Regions from separate parts of the Mus musculus genome. Here region 2 is linked to region 1. The links are chromatin contacts, called in public HiChIP or PLAC-seq maps. All regions are on one chromosome and are shown on one strand. Each heading gives the region's core, a stretch centred on a gene start, on an enhancer-like site or on the middle of the called end of the contact. The rest is flanking DNA. Distances are from core to core; before and after follow the strand shown.

Region 1 (2,700 bases), core at 63-2,562:
CACAAGTACCCACACACAAGTGCAGAAATACCCAGACACATACACACATATAGTAATTTTTAAAAATTTTTTGAAACAGTAATACCATTGTAAAATGTTCATATGATACACTTTGGTCCCATCAACCCTCACTAGAGCCCTCCAACCCTTTATTCTCTCCCTCCCTGATCAACTTCCTCTTCAATACATCTTTTTATTTCATGGTGTGATCATTTATTTGTTACTCTAAAATACTCTTATTCTGTACTGAACTCTGACTTAGAAGTAGATACTCTTGGCAGCAACATCTGTGGCCACTCACTTCTCATTAAAAAAAACAAAACAAAAACAAAAAACAAACCCATAAAGTTCTTCTTCCAGTCCAATGAGTTTCTGACAGCTGATGGCTGAGAAGATACTCAGCTTCATCTTGAGGTACCAAACTCCCAGCAGGTCTGTCTGTCTGTCTCTCTCTCTCTCTCTCTCTCTCTCTCTCTCTCTCTCTCTCTCTCTGTGTGTGTGTGTGTGTGTGTGTGTGTGTGTCTGTCTGTCTGTCTGTCTGTCTGTCTGTCTGTCTGTCTGTCTGTCTCTGTCTCTGTCTCTGCCTCTCTCTGTCTCTGTGTGTGTCTTTGTGTCTCTCTCTCTGTCTCTGTCTTTCTGTCAGTCGTCTCTCTCTCTCTCTCTCTCTCTCACACACACACACACACTCACACACACACAGGTGAAAATGGGGGGGATACATTGTCTTTAAAATCTTTTATGTACATGTACTTATTTACTGGGGCCAGGGCGGGGCACATGTGGGGCACAGTTCTGTCTGAGGACTCCTTACAGGAATCAGTTCTCCTCTTCCCTCAGGTAGACTCGGATGCCAGGCTTGTTTGTATGGATCTTTACCCAGAGGCACATCACTGGCCTCACGTCTTTCAGTAGATCATGTTTAACAGTTTTCAGAAAAGACAGTTTTCCAAAGTCTGTGCATTGAATTTGAACAGAGTAACTTACTCCTTCTGAGTCCGTTTCTTTTTTCAACTCTTCAACTAGTCCCATGCTCATAGAATTCTAAGATAATTAAATAAATCTAAACCACTTAGCAGATATTTGGCGGAACGTAGGTGTTCAAAGATGCACCCTTTTGCAGATGGAACCCCACACAGACTGCACAAACACCTTTGTGAGGCAAGGCCTCCAAAGGGCAGCACCGGAGCGTTTAACATGCAAAGCCTTGGACCTGTATCTGACTCTTTTGCATGTAAGCACTTACACCCAGCTGCTGTCAGCTCTTGTTTCTTGCCAGCTAACCGCCACCCTCTCCCCCAGCCTTTTCTACTTCCTGTTTACGTAGATTGCTGCTTCCTGGCTGAGGGAACTGAAGAGTTTCTGCCAGACTGGCTTTCCCCTGGACCCAAGCTAAGAATGCCTTCTTTACTTTCTTCTGGTTCTTGTAGCAAAGCCATCCCATTAAGGAGGAGCAAACTACTTCTTGAGCAGTTCCCAGCTAAGCAGCCGGGGCTCTTTCTGGCTCCTGAACTGACTCAGACAGACATTAGTCTTACTGTTTCTGGTGTAACAAATGCAGAAACTTGTCCCTTCAAGCTATTAGCTCAGCCCTCACTTAGAACTAGGATGACAGTATGTTGCCAGGTCCTGCTTTTTCACCTAGGTCCTGCAGATCTGCACTCGGGTCCTCATGATTTCACAGCAAAGGTTCTTACCCATTGAGGCATCTCCCCAGCACAATAATGGTTATTCTAAATGCCCTTCTCTGAGCGTTAACCAATGGGTAATTTGGGGAGGCAGGAATGAAAGGTATCAGCCATATCAGGAATGAAAACCTATTCCTATAGTCTCAACTACTGAGAGCCCGAGACAGAAAGATCGTTTGAGCTCAGGAATTTGAGGGTAGACTGAGAAATATAGCAAGGCACCCCATCTCATAAAACAAAACAGGAAAAAAAATAGATGTGGCTTTGATTTTATTCTGCTCTTTGCTGGCACAGTGATTCCCTTAGGCACAGCAACCTATTCGCTGCCAGCTTAAATTTTTTCAAGTTGTTATCACCTTTACAGAATCAAATGTGGGACTTGGCTTGCTTTGCAAGTAGCACATTGGCTTTCTCTAAGCCAAGCATTCACATAGCAAGGCAGACTCTGAGAAGACAGCCTGACTCTGTAGGATCTTTGGAAGCAATGATTCTCAAAAGCACTGCACCACCTCCTACCTCGTCACCACCACGGTCAGGGCTTCCTTTTCTGCAACAGCTACTGCTATGTAGGGCCCAACCAGCTCCATTTCCAGCAGAACTCTTGACTTCCTCTCTGATGACATTCTGTCTGTGGTTCAGATGACTGTTTAGAGAGTCTCATTTCTACTCTAATGACTCCTGTGTTACTCACTCACTGAGTGAGATACAGTTCACAATCTCTTTTGTTCTATAACCATTGTGCTTACAAAGGCCCTAATGAGCATCCGGTAAAAAGCAAGACTTTGAAAGAACTGATTGACTGCGGGAAACTAGGACAGAACACTCCAGTCGTGGAGCTGATGGTTAGATTCCGGTCTAATGATCTAATGTCACCATTACGACACTCTGTTTTGACATGGTAGATTTTAACCAAAGAAAGTGAATGAATACAGCCTGTTTTTCTTTTATCCATGATAATTGTTTATAGTAATAGCACCATGATCATGTTTTCTTAACATATGCATAATTGTAGTAA
Region 2 (2,700 bases), core at 193-2,692, 420 kb before region 1:
CAAGAGAGAGATGTGTCCAACTTCCATCACTAGTGTGAGAATCTGTAATTTAATTAGAAGGGAGAGTAAGAAGACCTTCCCCAACACCCCCCTGCTGCCCCCCCCCAAAGTCTCCATCCTGGATATTACAACCTAGGATGTGAAACCTAGGTCTCCTCAGAGCTTCAGGGTCAGCAGGTAGATGGTGATCTGGAGTCCCAAGTACACTCCTCTTTCCAAGGAGGACAGCAGTTCTCTTATAGTCAGAGATCTGAATCCAGACAGCATCTGCTTAGATTTCTAGGTTCTTGTGTCTCAAGGCAAAAAATTGGACCAGGTTCACAGGGTCACATGGATAGTGATAGAGACAGAGACAGTTTATGGAGAAAAGAGCAAAAGGAAGAAAGGAAGGAAGGAACAGAGGGAGGGAGGGAGGAGGAAGAAGGGAGGGAGGGAGGGAGGGAGGGAGGAAGGAAGGGAGGGAGGGAGGGAGGAAGGAAGGAGAAAGGAGGAAGGAAGGAAGATAGAATGAAGAAAGGAAGGTAGGATACTCCTGAGAAAGAAAAAAGACCTTAGAGCTAGAACAGGAGGCTTGGTAGACTTTAAATGGGTTATTTACATACTGCCTGCCTTCTCTAGGAAATCACCTCTCCCAGACTGCTTTGTTATAGAGAGCCCGGTGGTGATGGGTTTTCAATATTCCCTCCCTTCCTCTCTTTCTCCTTCCCTCCCCCTCCCCATGCCTTAAACTGCTGCCAGGATTTCACATTCTTAGCTTGAACTTGGCCATGGTAGGAGTATTTATTTACACCACAGACCTGGGCAAATACTGCTTAGTCTCTCTCTGCCTCCTTCTGCTTTGGAAAACCTGTTATTAACTACTTACTGGCTCCACAAGGGGCCCTGCAGGTCTCAGTTTCTAAGCATCCCATAAAAATTCTGATGCAGACTTACTTTGAGAGACAAGGATCAACAAAGACATTCCATCTCAAACCCTCCATTTGACAGACAGGGAAACTGAGGCTTGGTGAGAGGAAATGTCTTGGCTTAGGTCTCTGTGTGTGATCCCCCTTTGTGTAATCAGGATGGTCAGGCTGATGATAATCCTTGGGTGTCTGACTCCTTAGTTTGGCAGGAGACCTAAGAATCTGCCTGTCTGATGGGATGCAGGCCACTCTTAGAAAACCACCACTGCAGAGTTGCATACTTGAGTGATTACTCCCCATTTGGCATCTTGTCTGAGGACAAGGCATAGTGGAAGGAAAATGAAAATGACAGGCATCCTGGATTCTTCTTTCCACTAACTGGGTCTGTGTCTGTTAGATTAGAGGGTGAAGGTATGCTTTAACAAGCCTTCTAGATAACTCCAATGCCTACTAAATTTTGAGGGACTCTGCTGTAGCAGGAGGGGCTTCCATACCCCAAACTCAGAGGCCTCAGCTTCTGACACACAACAGACAACCAACTAACACCTGTGAAATCATTCAAGCCTGGCAGAGGAAATATCTTCCCCATGTAGCAGAGCAGAGGAGGGCTAAGATCACCCACGAACAACATGCAAATAGAAAAGGGGAGCCATAGAAAACCCATCCAGAAGGCATGGGTCCTTTAGGACGTTCTCTGGGAAGTTCATTTGCACTCCTCATCCATTAGACCCAATAGCTACACTCTTAGTTTCTGCCCTATTGTTCTGAAGAGATGTTGTGACCAGGGCAACTCTTACAAAAGAAAGCATTGAATTGGGAACTCCCTTACAGTTTTAGAGGATGAGTCCATGAGCATCACAGCAGGCAGATAGGTTTGGTTCTGGTGCAGTGGCTGGGAGCTTTTCATCCTGATCCAGCAAGCAGGAGGCAAAGAGACACTAAGCCTGGTATGGGCTTTTGAGACCTCAAAGCTCACTCTCCATTGACATACCTCCTCTAACAAGCCCATACCACTAGCGCCCTATTCTAGTTTTGTTTCTATTACTGTTGATAAACTATCTGAACAAAAAGCAGCTTAGGGAATAAAGGGTTGATTTTAGCTTACAGTTCCAGATCACAGTCCATCACTGCAGGGAAGTCACAGTGGCGAGAGCTTGAGACAGCTGCTCACATCATACCCGTAGTCAAGAATAGAAAGGAGGACTGGAAAGATGGTTCGGAAGTTAGGAGTGCTTGCTGCTCTTGCAGAGGAATAGACTTCAGTGTCCAGTTCCTAGCACCCATGCTGAGTGTCTCACAACTGCCTTACTCCAGCTCCAATGACCCTCAATACCCTTCTGATCTCTGTAGATTCCCCCAGGCACAAATAATAAAACCAATTATTAAAATGAGCAAAGAACTAAATGCATACATGTTTAGTGCTCAGCCAACTTTCTCTGTTCTTACACAGTCAAGACCTTCATATCCAGAAATAGCTACTCTCATTGAAAGATCCTGAAAGAATGTAAAAGTCACAGAAGCCCTGAAATTGGCAAGATAGATGTCAGTGTTAGCAGAACTAGCTTCACTGATTTAGAAAAATAGAGGTGCACAATGCTCTGGCCACTCCTTGAACCTGTGTGTCTGCCAATGTTTTGACCCTTCCTTGTGTATGCCCTCTGATGAAGCCCATTGCCAGGTGTTTGTGATATTGGTTGCTGAAAAAGAGTCAGAAAATCTCCCCAGCAACCACAGCCCGGCCAATCCGGAGTTGCTACACCTGCACCAGACTCTTTCCTTGTACCCCTCCCATACC

What was found. HiChIP or PLAC-seq counts read pairs in DNA pulled down with a chosen protein or histone mark.
Region 2: an H3K27ac HiChIP or PLAC-seq map of double positive thymocytes shows a contact between it and region 1, with 5 read pairs. The contact joins two enhancer-like sites. A contact is called at or near these places in 2 of 39 promoter capture datasets (cranial neural crest and embryonic stem cells), 1 of 484 Hi-C or Micro-C datasets (nephron progenitors) and 1 of 115 datasets of contacts at active chromatin or transcription factors (double positive thymocytes).

Annotation. Positions count from the first base shown.
Region 1 is chr7:114,316,188-114,318,887 of GRCm38.p6, reverse strand. All of the region lies in intron 3 of 4933406I18Rik (RIKEN cDNA 4933406I18 gene), which reads left to right. Among named protein-coding and RNA genes, the nearest start is that of Psma1, 41 kb to the right of the region's middle. Within about 2 kb of position 1,312, at least 192 of the 459 cell types and tissues checked have an H3K27ac peak or open chromatin away from gene starts, as enhancers often do. A contact at or near this core is called in double positive thymocytes, where this site is marked.
Region 2 is chr7:114,736,808-114,739,507 of GRCm38.p6, reverse strand. No RefSeq gene overlaps it. Among named protein-coding and RNA genes, the nearest start is that of Insc, 7.6 kb to the left of the region's middle. Within about 2 kb of position 1,442, at least 14 of the 459 cell types and tissues checked have an H3K27ac peak or open chromatin away from gene starts, as enhancers often do. A contact at or near this core is called in double positive thymocytes, where this site is marked.